3 separate regions of the Rattus norvegicus genome follow, and all the other regions are linked to region 1. Evidence: chromatin contacts called from public Hi-C data. All regions are on one chromosome and are shown on one strand. The core of a region is the stretch at or near the end of the contact, and the rest is flanking DNA. Distances in the headings are between cores, read along the strand shown. Region 1 holds the start of Msn (moesin). Region 2 overlaps Msn (moesin). Region 3 has its middle 59 kb from the start of Msn.

What was found. Hi-C and Micro-C count contacts between places; a contact is called where the count stands out from the background.
Region 2: a Hi-C map of the A7r5 cell line shows a contact between it and region 1, with 2.0 times the contacts expected there. The contact joins the enhancer-like site here to the promoter of Msn in region 1. A contact is called at or near these places in 6 of 12 Hi-C or Micro-C datasets (the A7r5 cell line, Schwann cells, frontal cortex and 3 more).
Region 3: a contact with region 1 is called in a Hi-C map of mammary epithelial cells, with 2.3 times the contacts expected there. The contact joins the enhancer-like site here to the promoter of Msn in region 1. A contact is called at or near these places in 3 of 12 Hi-C or Micro-C datasets (the Rat2 cell line, Schwann cells and mammary epithelial cells).

The regions. Positions count from the first base shown.
Region 1 is chrX:65,002,825-65,007,585 of GRCr8, forward strand. It overlaps Msn (moesin), which reads left to right and starts at 2,722. Exons shown (of 13, transcript NM_030863.2): 1 at 2,722-2,832. The coding sequence starts at 2,821.
Region 2 is chrX:65,041,040-65,045,648 of GRCr8, forward strand. The region is part of intron 1 of Msn (moesin); the gene reads left to right. Among named protein-coding and RNA genes, the nearest start is that of Msn, 38 kb to the left of the region's middle. Within about 2 kb of position 2,897, at least 14 of the 93 cell types and tissues checked have an H3K27ac peak or open chromatin away from gene starts, as enhancers often do. A contact at or near this core is called in the A7r5 cell line, where this site is marked.
Region 3 is chrX:64,943,815-64,948,602 of GRCr8, forward strand. No RefSeq gene overlaps it. Among named protein-coding and RNA genes, the nearest start is that of Msn, 59 kb to the right of the region's middle. Within about 2 kb of position 2,182, at least 18 of the 93 cell types and tissues checked have an H3K27ac peak or open chromatin away from gene starts, as enhancers often do.

The sequences.
Region 1 (4,761 bases), core at 1,472-3,971:
TCCTAGCGGCCCTACCTTGCTTGACTGTTTAATAACACACTTGCCTAACCTTCCTTGAATGTTAGGAATTTAGCACATCTAAAATCCAAAATCTCTTCATGCTCCCTATGTCCCCCTGGGGAGCCTATGTGTGTGGATGTTCAAACTTTATTTCCATGTCTTTTTCTCCACACAGACTACCATAAATTAGATCATTTTTAAACTTAATTGTTGGGATTAGTCTGGTCCCAGTAAGATTGGTATAATTCTCTGAAGAAGAGGTTGGCAGGGGAAGAACAGAAGTATTGACCATGTAAATATGGAGTGGCATGCAGAGAGGTAGGAAGTAAGATGAATATCCCTGTCCTTACGGAAGAACAGCAGAGCACCACAGTTGCCTCTGGTTTGCACTGAAGATACGGAGACTATTTCAAGTCTAACATGCCAGTAATGTCCAGTTGCTTGACCACAGTAACCATTGCTACTTCAAGCAGCTTCTGTGTGGTGAAGGGGGAAGGTGGGGCATTACTTCATTGGTTCTCTCCCGACTCCACCCTGATTTTAACCATCATTGCTTTTGTGCAATCACTCATTCCCTAGGCCTAATCCTACCCATCTCCCTCAGATTCTTTTCAACTACTTCCTTACTATATTCTACCTGCCCCCACCCTATGGCATCCTTTCCTCTCCACTTGGATTCCAATGCTTCCCTTAGCATTTTAGTAGTTTGCTCAGCTCCTTGACATGCTACCCAGTTTTTCTTTGCGCATGTGTTTGCAGGGAGTAAAAGGGAGGGTGTGTCATGGCTGCGGATGTGCACATGCACATGGGGGTTAGGGAATTACATACTGGGGATTTCCACGTTCCAGAAAGTTAAAGTAGTCTGCAGTGGACTTATTTTAGTTATTTATTTTAGTGCCAAGATCTTTTAGGCCCTAGGTGAACATGAATGAAGAAATCAGTGAGGTTCTTTAACTTTGTAGGGGCTGAATAAGGTGGAGGGTCCATGGGCCATGGCAGTATCAAGGAATGTTGATTGGTTACCATTTCTACTCTTGCTACTGAGGTATTCTGAGAGGTCTTACTCCTCCTTGGGGCAAACACTTGACAGGCAAAGTTCTTTTTTACCTTACCACCTATCAGTGAACAGTGGTATCAGTGTCAGAAATGGAGGCATGTTGACTCATGAACACTGTAAAGTTGTGAGAAAATAAAATGGAACTGTTAGGTTCCTGAGTGTAAATGTAAGACTTTATGCAACTACCTACATGTTTCCTTTTTTCCTGAACTGGCTACTTATTTCTCCTCTTTTTATAATGTTTGAATGGGAAAGGACCTTGGAAACCCTGTAGTTTGGTCATTGTTATGGAAGGGGAAACTCAATATCAGAGAGGGGAAGGGACTTACCCAAGAAAGCGCAGAGGACACAGTGTGAGTTAATGATAAAACAATGATTTGAAGCCCGGTGGGTGTTCCGATTGCCCCTTTCAGATGTCCTTTCCACTATTCTGTGTTTGACTCTCCATCACTGAGGTATATGGTAATTTACCTCAGGAAAGACACACAATCCATGCCCCTGCATGGTTACCAGAACTGGAGGGTATCTCACCTGAAAGACTTGAATTTTTATTAAAAAGTGAATGTGAACCTGGCATTAGAGTGCATACCTATAGTCCCAGCACTAACGTGGCAGAAGCAGGAGGATTGGGGGTCCAAGTCAACTGGCTGCTGTTAGTACTCTGTGTCAAAAACAGTGGAAGTCTAGAAATGGTGTCAGACATCTGTGACCCAGTTGAGGTAGTAGGATTATTAGTCCAAGACTAACTTAGCCAATGTAGTAGGATCGTGAGTTCAAGACTAACCTAATCTATATAATGAGTTTAAAGCCAGCTCTGGTGACAAACAGACCAACCAAATCCAATATGTTGGGGAAGGGCTAAGGAAAAAACCAGAATACTGATGTGAGGAGAGTTGGGACTGGGAATTGGAGGATAGAAAGTGAACTTAGAAAACAGATATTTGGGAAAGGATCTCAATTCTGGAGAAAATGAGGCCCATACAGGGTCGAAGGAAGTGTGACAGGTTAAATGAATCCTATAGAAGGGAATGAATTGCTGAGGAAGAGCTGAAGAAGTTTAGTCCAGAAGTTTCCTGAGGAGTAGCAGAACTCCCAGGGGCTGCTATGGACAGCAGAGGATTTGTTGTGGTCCCAGGGAGCTTAAGGTGTTGAGTGATTGGAAGTCACAGAGAAAAAAGGAGGAACTTTCTAACTGACAAGGCTTCCTAGAGAGGGAACTGGGCAGCTCTACTAGGCAACCGGGTTCCCAATAGTGGTAACTCATAGTTCAGAAGCATCTGCTAGGGTGTGGCCCCCCAGTCAAGCTCTGGCTCAGACTGGGGGCGGAGTCAGATGGTCGAAACTTGGAGGGAGGGGGCAGTGAGGAAAGGTGGGGGGGCAGAGTGGGCATGGGTGGGGAGTGGGTGTCTTTGCGGAGTTTTGGCCCCGGGTCTGGCCCCCCACGTGGCCGGAGTAGCCTCTCTGGGCTGGGCAGGGTTGGGCGGGGCGATGCCCGAAGCCGCGGGCAGGCTGGCGGGAGGGCGGGGAGAGGCGCGGAAGCCCGGCCACATAAAGGAGCGAGCAGCGCAACGGGGGCGGCTCTTTCCTGGGTGGGGTTTGTAAAGTCGTGGCCCGTTAGCAGGAAGCGGAGCAGTCGCCCGACGCTAGAGTGGGACCCAATCTGAGCACCCGGTTCTCCCGAGTCCTTGCCGAAGTGTACTGCGCGCTCAGAGCAGCCCGACAGTTTCCAGCCAAACTTCAGCAACTCCTCCCTTGCCGCCACCATGCCGAAGACGGTGAGTGCGGCGGACTGGCGCGGTCGGCCCTGGGGGCTCCAGTTTGACCCTTGCCACTCTATGGCTTCGGGCTTGGTTGGTCTTAGGCCTGCTGGGGATGCTGGGCTGTCCCTTAGGGCCCTAGGAAGGAGGAGATAGTGGGGTCCTAATTTGAGCGCTTTAGGGGGTGACGGGGTGTAAAGACTAAAGTGTGGATAAGGAGTGGCCAGCCTTTCTTGGGTTCCAGTTCCCCGCCTCTGGGATGAAGCAGTGGAAACTCTTTTGAGGGGCTGGATAAACCCCCTTTTCTAACGGGTCGTTGGGCACTGGGAAAACGACTCTACTTTTGAGAACATTTCCCCCGCCCAGGAATTGGCGCCTTTCTGGAGCAAAGCTATCAGTGTCTCAGAAGAGCCCCATGGTTACAGAGAAGCAGGGAGGAGAGAGGAAGTTGCACAGGGCGGATCCCACACACCCATCCACCTTTCCCATAACCGCCCCTCTTCTACCCCACTTCTGCTCTGCCCCCTTCCACGGCTTCACAGCTCCAACTCCTTCCCCTGGGAGATGAGGAAGATGTAGGGGGACTCATCAGCTAGGCTGCTTTTCCCAGGGGTACAAACACTTCATTAGGCACAAGTCTGTGGAGGGGCCCACTCAACCTACTGGAAGACAGGGCAGGTTTCTCTTCCTCTATTCAAAATCCCTGTCAGACATAGTGCCTCTCTGTCCCCTTAGGACCGTTTTGTGAGGTATAGGTTTTCTCCTTTGGGGGCCACACCTATCTAGTGTGGTGGTTGATTTGTGATCTGGTCTCCACCCCACTGGCTGTTGCTACCCGAAGCCTCCTGGGAGTGAGGCCTAGGGGGGCCGGATGCCCAGTAGGGAGGGGTGGGGGAGGGGTATGTGCTTGACTAATGAGCTCTGCTTGCTTTTGTGCAAGTCACGCCAGGTCCTTGCTCATGAAGGCCCTATGACCACCGTGAATTGAATTACTTAGGTGAAGGGGCTTGCTGGGTTCCTGTGTTGTATGTTGCTAGCCTATCCATCTCTCTAGGACTGCCTGAGCTTGGTAGAACTGAGATAGTGTCTAGGATGCTTGAGAAGGGATTAAGGCGCCTGGGAAGAGAAGAGAGCGAATAGACATGGGGAGGTCTTTGTGTCTGTATTGAGGTTTCTTCGCCACCTTATACTATATTCCAGCTACACTACTGAGTCGTCCTTGCCTTCGCAGAACCCAGTTCTTAAGAAACACCAAGCTTTCTTTTTTAAATATATATTCTAATTTTTTGAGTCAGAGTCCCTTAGTCTTATATAAAATTATACTTTGTGAAAGTATATACGTATGTGAAATTATACTTTGTTCCCTACCTCCACTGCCCTCCTGTCATCTCCTTCACCCCAAGACCTCTGGCAGATTTCCTAACTCCCCTCAGTTAGTCTTCCCTTCTGTTTTCTTATCACATGTATTCTGTGGGGCTTTGCAGTGGGGAGGATCTCACCCTATAATCTAGGCTGGCATGGTACTCCCCATGTAATGTAGGTTGCTTTCAGATTTTTGCCAATCTTCCTGCCTCGGCGGTGCTGAGATTACGGGCTTGAGCCACCACATCTGGCTTGTTAAATTGTTTTGATAGAGGATTTGATTCTAGCCAAGGCTGGTTTGAACTCACTTTGTTTTGTAGCCTGAGATATACCTAAAAACTCTTGGAAGTAAATCCTTTTCAAATGAGAGATTCTAAGTTTGAGCCACCACTAAACTCGGCTTCTATTCCTTCAGCTTCTAAGCTGTGTACTTAACCATTTCTAAACTATGAAAGATAGAGAATGGTAGTGTCAAAAATTAAATGCCTTTTTTTGTGTTCGACATGATCAGTTTCACCGTTTAAGCCAATTTCTCTTAGCCAGGACAGCCTACTTTGAATATGTTGAAATACACCTTTTTGGGAC
Region 2 (4,609 bases), core at 1,647-4,146, 38 kb after region 1:
ATGTCGTCTAGTTAACTGATGCTTTCTGTGTTTCCCTCAATCAGATAGTTTCCAAGCCATTTTATTTTATCATCATGAGGCTTACAAATCGGGAAGGGCCTTGGAATTTTCTTGGTGGTTCTTACTTCCTGATGGCTAGTCCCCTCTGACCCAAGAAGCCAGAATCTTTGTGGATCGGCAAGGGAGTCTTCCAAAAATTTACCTCAGGTGATTGTATTGAGTCGTTTGAAGCCTAGTTTATGATCTTTGTGATACCAGCTGTGAGATTTTGGGAGCCTTGGTAAGTTTTATTGAGTGGTAAGGATTAGTAATACGAGATTGCAGGAAAAAAATAGTCAGCGGAGTTCAGAGAAAGGAAGGGTGACATGGCAGCCTTACCCCACAGAAGAGGATAACGTGCCGTAAATGCTCTGTTACGCTCACTCTTCTTTATAATTCTGTTTCTTGGGGAGAATTTCCCATTTCTCCTAAGAGAGAGAACATGAACAAAATGCTGGGCCAGGCTTTGTGGTGCATGCATGTTATTCTAGCATTAGGGTCATGAAGGGCAGGAAAATTAGGAGGCAAAGGTCATTTTTAACTACTATGAAACATCTACTTTCATACTGAAGTAGATTGCAATCAACCTTAGCCTAGCCCTGGGGTTGAAAGTAGTTCTTTTTGACTAGGCCTGTAAGTTTTCTCCTGGCCCCTGAATAGTTTACTAATACTGGCTTCAGCAGTTGTAACTTCAGAGACTTGGATTCTTCTCATAAGCAGTTGAAGTTATCTCAGCTGGTGCTTGGATCAGCGGCATTGTTTTTCAGAGACATGACGTCGAAGGTTGGTGTGTTGTGCTCCTAAGCAGAGGGAATAGAGCCCTCTTCTGGTGCCCTGGGCAGAGCCTGCATCTCCAGGCTGCCAAAAATGGTCTGTCTCCAGTCTACAAATAACTTCCTATGAAACTTGCTGGCAGGAGCCTGGGTCAAGCAGGAAGCTGACTGGAGAGAGTGAAGCCCAGCTGGGTGTGGCTCCAAATAACCATTTCTCACATTTGGATGCTTATTTTATTAATGATGGGCTTACTTCCTCTTCATTTCGGCACCTTCAAAGTTTTATGGGAATTGTTACTCTTGGCTACCTAGGTTTGGACCCATTCCTTTTATTCTTCGCCTCCATGTTGTTATGAAATATTGTGTCTCCCTAGAATGTGTAGTAGTGGTTATCTCAGCGTGAAAGTTAGATCTGTACCCTGTGAAAAACTAGACTCCCAAATAGTATCAGTTTTGTGTTTTTAATGGAAGCCTGCTGATACAGCCTCCTCCACACAGTATCTCCAGATTCAACATAGCCTTTCTGAAGGGTCTATTGATGCTTCTGGGATCTAGGATGGCATGAGGCATATTAAATGTGCTATGGGATCAAGAGCTAGTTTTTAGAAACTAGATATTCTCTGTGGGGTTGGAGGTGGAGTGCTGCTGGTCTTCATTAACCCTTGACTAAACCTCTAGCACTGAGCCACTCTCCTAGCCCAAGCACCCAGATTTTAATCCCTGTCTTCAACACTGTCTAGGGGCTGTATGACACTGGGCCAGTGCCTCTCTTTCTTACAGCTCAGTTTTCCTATCTGAACTATTGATTTTGAGTGAAATGCTCACTGAGGTCCTTTTAGGTTTAAGAGTTTGGGAATCCACACTGCTTTTCGTTTTGGAGACTAGAATAAGAAATTCTGAAGGGAAAAGTCAGATGAATTTCTGGGGAATGACCATGTTAAGGACATCACAGGGAAACCTATGTACTTGGAGGAAGGTCTGAACTGGGGTTGGGCATTGTTTGTTTTTAGGGTAGATCTTGACTGATGAGCTGCTTTTGACTGTGAGACCATAATTGGTTAGACACACACACACACACACACACACACACACACACACACACACACGTACTTTCCTGCTGATAAGGTGGCTGTATCCTCATTGCCGGGAAGGTTTAGCACCTCAGACATGGTAAGTGAAAGAATAGCACTCAAGTCTCTAGTGTACTCACTCTGTCAGTTGAAATGCTTCTTGGAATTTTTGGAGGGCAGGGCTGAGCCAAAACAAATGAAAGAGACTCTTGTCTCCTGTGCCTTTTGGAGCAGCTGGAGTGGTTGGAGAACTAATGTTGAGTTATGAAGGTATGGGTGTGGGTCAGGATTGCTGTGGTTCTCTTCAGTAGAAAGTACAGGGAATAGACACAGACATAGGAACGGTTAAGCCCAGGCAGGTCTGGAAAGATCTGGAAATAGGTCAAAAGAGAGGTAAGAGGATAATCATGCCAGGTGCCATTTCCAAATTATTAGGGAGAAAGAAGAATGAGTTGTTGGAAAGTCTATGTGAGTGTATATATATGTTGGGGGCAAGGGGCAGGGTTAAGGGATTTCTCCACCTCCTGGACTAGAAAGTCGAGGCAACTCCTAACTTTCTTCTTAGAGAAAACAAGTGCTTGAGTTGAGGCTGTTCTGTTATCCTAAGCATCAAGATAGTTTAGGCACTGCCACAGGAAATGCTGGCTGAAGGTGATTTGGGTGACACTGGTGATTAGTCTGCCGGAGGAAGGGATTGGAGTTCTGAGGTTGCCCTAGTAAGACTTGTATTTCTTCTTGATCCTCTCCTCCAATTATAATCGTCTTCCTCCCATTATCAGCTCCCTTGAACGCCTAGAAAGAAAGACCCCTCCCTCAGAATTCAGAGATGGCAGGTAGTAAGGTTGTTGAGCTAGACCCAACTGGGCTTACACAGGTTCTGCCCTAGGGAGACAAGGGAATCCTATCCAAGCAGTGTTTCCCAGATGTATCCAGGCTTCCTATGCTACAGTGTGTGGGCTTTGGCAAAATAGTTAAGCAAGACAGTGAGTGTCTGAAGAGAGCAGTGAAATTACCATGACTAGAGGGGTGGGTGGAGTTATGGAAGGAGCTCCAAGAATGTCCAGAAGACCCGCCTCCACCCAACTGCTAGCAGAGGAAATTTGGCTTAAGTGATTGAACTGAGACTGTGGGTGATGGGGCTGGCACAGAGTTGGCATACAATAAGTGTTCTGTCACCTGCGCCTGTGTACTTCAGTTTTCTTCACTTATGTACTGACAAGAGTTATGTTCAGTTTTTCCAGGGAATTAACTTGTGATTATTTCTTCTCCCCCTCTACCCCCCAGGGAAAAAATTTTATTGTTAAGAACACATAACAGGTGGGGGTGAATTATGGCTAGACCACTTTGCTGTGAAGTACTACTGCTTACCTGGGTGATCCTGGCTCTAAGGAAAGGGAGGGTCTCTTTGAAGCCACTGTGTCATAGACTAAAGCACTCCAGCTACTGCTGCCAAGTGAGAGTCAGCATCTGGCCTGGTTATATTTCAGGCTGTCCAATTTGAGGTGTAAGAGTGATCCTAGTTGAAGCCTTTGGGTGGTGGGCCACCAAGAGGAGTTAATTCTCAGAGAGGCTTCCTGTGGGAAGTATCTATGTTCAATTGTTCAGTAAGCTTCAGTGGATTTATTGTTCTTGGACTAGAGGTAGGAGGGCCAGTGGACATGTGAGGATGACACACTCTTGAAATGCATACCCATGATTTTTGTTGTCATATTCCTTAAACCCTTCTGTTCTCCATAGATAGAATCTTTGACCTCAGCGTATGTGTGCATACTGAGGCCCAGCTTAGGCAAGGATTTAGCTGTGTAAACAATTCTCTCTGCTGAGAATTATGCTTTAAATTGCTAGTTTACTCAGATCAGCTCCTTTATTCCCTGCCAGGGAAATTTTTGCTGAATTTGGAAGCTTCAATTTCAGGGTTTAAAAAGAAATTTCTATGTGTATTTATGTGTGCACTTACCATTGTATGCAGAGGGCAGAGGATATCTTATGATAGTTGATTTGTTCCTTCCAACATACAGATTTAGGGCTTGAACTCAGGCTGTAAGTCTTAGTGGTGGGTACCCACTGGCCACCTTCTGTTTTTTAACCTTCCCAAACAAGTCTTCTCTCTTCTTTCTTTTTCCCTGACTCTTTCTGTCTCTCTGTCTCTGTCTGTCTGTCTCTGTCTCTCTGTCTGTCTCTGTCTCTCTGTCTGTCTCTGTCTCTGTCTCTCTGTCTCTGTCTCTCTGTCTCTGTCTGTCTCTGTCTCTGTCTCTGTCTCTCTCTCTCTCTCTCTCTCTCTCTCTCTCTCTCTCTCTAATGAAAAAGTGAGGTCAAGTCCAAAAGGAGGGAAGTAGTACCTAAGAGAGGTAAATGTGCAGAGGGCCTCATGTGCCATGGGTCTGGGCTATAGCTTGTCTTGTGTAATTTTCACTCCAGATTATCAAAGAACAAAGCAACCTTTAATCAGTACTAACTTGCACTATTTTCATCATGTTTTAGGCTCCATTTATTTTACTCAAATCCCCTTGTTTTGGTTTTTTTCTATTTTGAGTCCCTTTCCCAGTCCTGTCCTTGGAGATCTATGGAAAAACCACTTTAATATTATTCTTAATTTGCACAAAAGGTTTTTCTGTTCTGCTTTTCAGGGACTTCCCTGTGTATTACCATTACAGTTCTTTGGTAATTCAGTAATTGCCTCAAGGTCAGAATAGTTCTACAGTTCCTCTACACCTATAATTCTTTAAA
Region 3 (4,788 bases), core at 932-3,431, 60 kb before region 1:
TACAATTTGATTCCTATAGAGGACTAGTCCACACAGGTTTCAGATCTCATAGAATTTAGATGGTGACTTTCATATTCTTTTCATTGCACCTTATGAAATAGGAAATGTTGAGGGCCAGAGAAATGGTTCCATGCTTAAAAGCACTTGTTCTTGCAGAGGCCGTGGGTTCAATTCCCAGCATTCACATGGCAGTTCACAACTGTCCATAACTTCAGTTCCAAAATGCATTTGATATACAACATACAAGTGAGCAAAACATTGGTGGCACATAAAATATAAATATTTATTTTTATCAGATAGTTAATGTATTTACATTTCAAATGTTATCCCCTTTCCCTGTTCTCCCCACTCCCATCCCCCTGCCCCCTGCTTCTATGAAGATGCTCCCACTCCTACCCACCCACTCCAACCTCAACACATTGGCATTCCCCTACACTGGGGGAACAAGCCTTCACAGGATCAAGGGCTTCTCCTCCTATTGATGCCAAACAATGCCAATGCCATCCTTTGCTATATATGTGGCTGAATCCATGGGTCCCTTCATGTGTACTCTTTGGTTGGTGGTTTAGTTCCTTGAAGCTCTGGGGCATCTGGTGGTTGATATTGTTCTTCCTATGGGGTTGCAAACCCCTTCAATTCCTTCAGTCCTTTCTTTAACTCCTCCCCAGGGGTCCACATGCTCAGTCTGATGGTTAGCTGCAAGCATTTTAATCTGTATCAGCAAGGCTCTGGCAGAGCCTCTCAGGAGACATCCATATCAGGCTCCTGTCAGCAAGCACTTCTTGGTATCAACAATAGTGTTGAGTTTAGTGGCTGCATATGGCGTGGGTCCCCAGGTAGGGCAGTCTCTGGATGGCCTTTCCTTGAGTTTCTGCTCTATTGTTTGTCCCTGTATTTCCTCCTCTGAATATTTTGTTCCCCCTACTAAGAAGGACTGATGCATTCACATTTTGGTCTTCCTTCGTGAGCTTCATATGCTCTGTGAATTGTATCTTGGACATTCTGAGCTTTTGGGCTAATATCCACTTATCAGTGAGGGCATACCATGTATGTTTTTCTGTGACTGGGTTACCTCACTCGGGATGACATTTTCCAGTTCCATCCAATTGCGTATGGATTTCATAAAGTCATTGTTTTTGATAGCTGAGTAGTATTCCATTGTGTAGATGTACCACATTTTCTGTATCCATTCCTCTGTTGAAGGGCATCTGGGAGCTTTCCAGCTTCTGGCTATTATAAATAAGGCTGTGATGAACATAGTGGAACATGTGTCCTTGTTATCCAAGAGGTGGTAGCACATAGCTTTGATTCTAGCACTATGCAGGCAGAGGCAGGTGGATCTTTGTGAGTTCAAGGCCAACCTGGTCTATATAGAGAGTTCCAGGACAGCTGGGCCTACACAGTGAAACCCTGTCTCAAAAAAGGGGGGTGGTGTTTTATTGTGACTCTTCTCATCTCCTATAGCTACCAGCTCTACCAAGTATATTCGGGCTGCCAATAATCACATCTTGCCTTGACTTTAGTTACATCTGGCTAAGAACCAATGAGAAGGATAAAATTATCCAAGCTCTACCAAAGGAATTAGAGTTCAGACTGCAGTTTCTTAATTCTCTGTCAAGAACTCTACAGTCCATCCTGCCGTGGAAAATTTCAGGTCTATATCTCTATTGCACATGACTTAAACTGTTCTTACCACATGTCCCCAGTCCCTTTCCTTGCTGGACCTCACTGCTTTTATCTGCACCATGGAAATAATAGGCAACAGCTTTGTTTCTTTATGTGAACAATCAGAGCATAAACCTGTGGGTCCTGAACCAGGATGAAGAGAGGAAGAAGCAATCAGGGCTTGTCTCAGAAACTATGTGTCACAACCTCCTTTGACTCCAAGTCTCCATTAAAAGAAATAAAATAACCTTTCCGGTTTGGGAAATCTTGCTCTAACCCATAAGTTTTAAGGCCTCTGAGAAGTGGGACAGCATATCCGCTTTGCAACCTCTCATGCCTTATAGGGCTAGAAAGACCTAAGTGACTGACTAGTCAAGTGAGGGAATTGTTGGCCTGGAGAAATTTCCGAGTTCCGGGGGATCTAACTCTAGTGGGGAAGGGGGTGACTGCCACTCAGCCCTGGGCAGATTGGCAGGCTGGGCTGAGCCTGCATGTTCTGGAAAGGCCAGTAATGATGTCATGGGACTCTTTGGGCTGCAACAACAGGAAACCACTGAATGTTTACATTGGCTCCCAGAGCCTAGCCGGCCTGTTTTTTCTTTACTTCCTCAGTCTATCTGTTTCCTCTGATTCAAATACTATGAAGAGTGGCTCACTACCCAGGCTAGGAAAAGCGGAAGGGAGGCCCAAAAAGAAAGCCTCCTTCCCAGTCTAGAGAGCCAGATGATTGGGAGGGGAAGGCTGGATTTACCCTATCTGGGGCCCTGCCAAGGGTAGCACTTAGAGCAGGGGAAGCCAAGCAAATGGTATGTGCTTAGAGTACTCCAAAAGCAACTTCAGAATTCTCCTTTGGAACCAAGTTCTAAACTTAGATCCATCTTTATATCTCCAAATCCTGTCACTATGTCTTGCTTATAAAATTTACTTGAACCTATTTTAGCCAACTCTGCACTTGAGTTCAAAGTGTTACATTATGCTCTCTGCGGATCTGTTTAGGGATGTGATAACAAGATGGAAACTAGGGATAGGGATGTAATTCAGCTGTTAAGAGTGCTTTACTAGCACACCTGAAGCTCTGGATTCATCCCCCAGTACCACACAAAATGAAGTGTGGAGGTGCATGCTTGTAATCACAGAACTCACCAGGTGGAGGCAGGAGGATCAAGAATTCACAGTCATTTTTGGCTACATCGTAATTTTGGGGCCAGCTTGGGCCACATGAGACCTTGTCTGTAGGCATAATATTTTTGCAGCCTATTTTTAATAAGGGTTCAACCTCTCCTCTAGTCCATCACCCAGAAGGGTTAGTAGAAAAGTTATTAGGATATGGGGGAAGTGGACCTGTTCAGCAATAGTTCCTTGAAGGTGAGCTCCATCTTCTTTGGCAGCAATTCGGTTCCATAGAAAACACCAAATACAATTCAGCAGCTGCAGACCAGTCCTCTAGGTAGGCAGACACCAGCAGGAACCAGCATTTACAGTCCAGTCCTTTCAGCAAACAGACAACAGACATAATTTGACAGCTATAGTCCAATCCTTTCAGCCTAAGACAAGGTTGCAGGAGCAACAAGCTGCTGCAGGAACCCTATAGCAGGTCTTAGGTGACCTCTCAAGAGAGGCATTACCACAAGTTGAGCTCAACAATGCTATGTAAGGTGAACCAATACCTGCCTCTTTAGCAAAGAATAGCAAGGCAGAGCAAACCAAACCAATACTCAGTGTCTGTCTCCAACTGTTTGTGGGGTCATATTTATAATCCTTCGTCACAGGTCCTTCCATGTATTTGCTATATCAAGACATCCTTTCACCCGTGTTCCCTAGCAAAACACCATTTGACACAATTAACTTTCCAAAGAACTACAAAGTTTCCACTTTACTTGTCTATCCCCCCAAAAAGATGCAAAATGTACTTCTTTCCTTCCAGGAATTGACAATACCTTAATGCAATGGTAGTGAGCTTTCTGTCTCCTGACCTGTTACTTTCATCCACATTTTTGTCCCAGTTCTAGATCCCGCATTATTTCCCATTTTCAGACATCAGCTGCTCCTTCAGAAGTGTTTAATTGGGTTTCAGTTCCAGAGAGTCCATTATGGCACAACAAAGGCAGGGCAACAGGAATAGCTGATAGCTCACATCTCAAACTACCAGAAGGAATCAGAAAAGCACACTGGGAAAGACATGAGTCTTTGAAACCTCAAGCCTGCCTGTAGGGACACACTAACTCCAAGAAGGGAACATCAGTGCTGGTTAATTTTCTGTGAACTTGATATAAGGTTGAGTTGTCTCAATGAAGGAAACCACAGTTGAGGAAATGACCTCTGTCTTAGTTAGGGTTTACTGCTGTGAACAGACACCATGACCAAGGCAAGTGTTATAAATAACAACATTTAATTGGGGCTGGCTTACAGGTTCAGAGATTAAGTCTATTATCATCAAGGCAGGAACATGGCAGCATTCAGGTAGGTATGGTGCAGGAAGAACTGAGAGTTCTACATTTTCATCTGAAGGAAGCCAGGAACAGACTGGGCAGCTAGGAGGAGGGTCTCTCAGCCTAACCCTACAGTGATACACTTCCTCCAACAAGGCCACACCTTCTAATAGTCCTACTCCGTGGGCCAAGCATGTGCAAACCATCACAACCTCTCCCAGTGACACACTTCCTCCAACAGTAGTATGCCTTCTAACCCTTCCTAAACAATTCCATTAAGTGGGGCCAAGTATTCTAATATATGAACCTATGGGGACATTCTCATTCAGAAGACCACAGATCATTTCATTCTGTAGATTCTGTAGGTTAACAGAGTGAAATATATCTGCTTTGCTGGAAAGAACATTTGGATGGAATTCCAGGTGTCAATTATTTTTCTACTTTGTGAAGTCTTAGCCAGGAAATCTACTTTTGTCAATATTCTTAAGTGTTGTCCTCATGTCTTATTTTGGCTCCAATATAGCTTTGCTTAGATTTCCTTGGCTACTTGAAGTCTGTTGTGCTCTTGCATAGATTTTGAGATATTTTCTCTAGTTATGCAAAATTATTCTTGGTATTACTTACTAAGCTGGGTGGTGGCAGCACACACTTTTAATCCTAGCACTCAGGAGGCAACATTGAGCAGAGTGCTTTG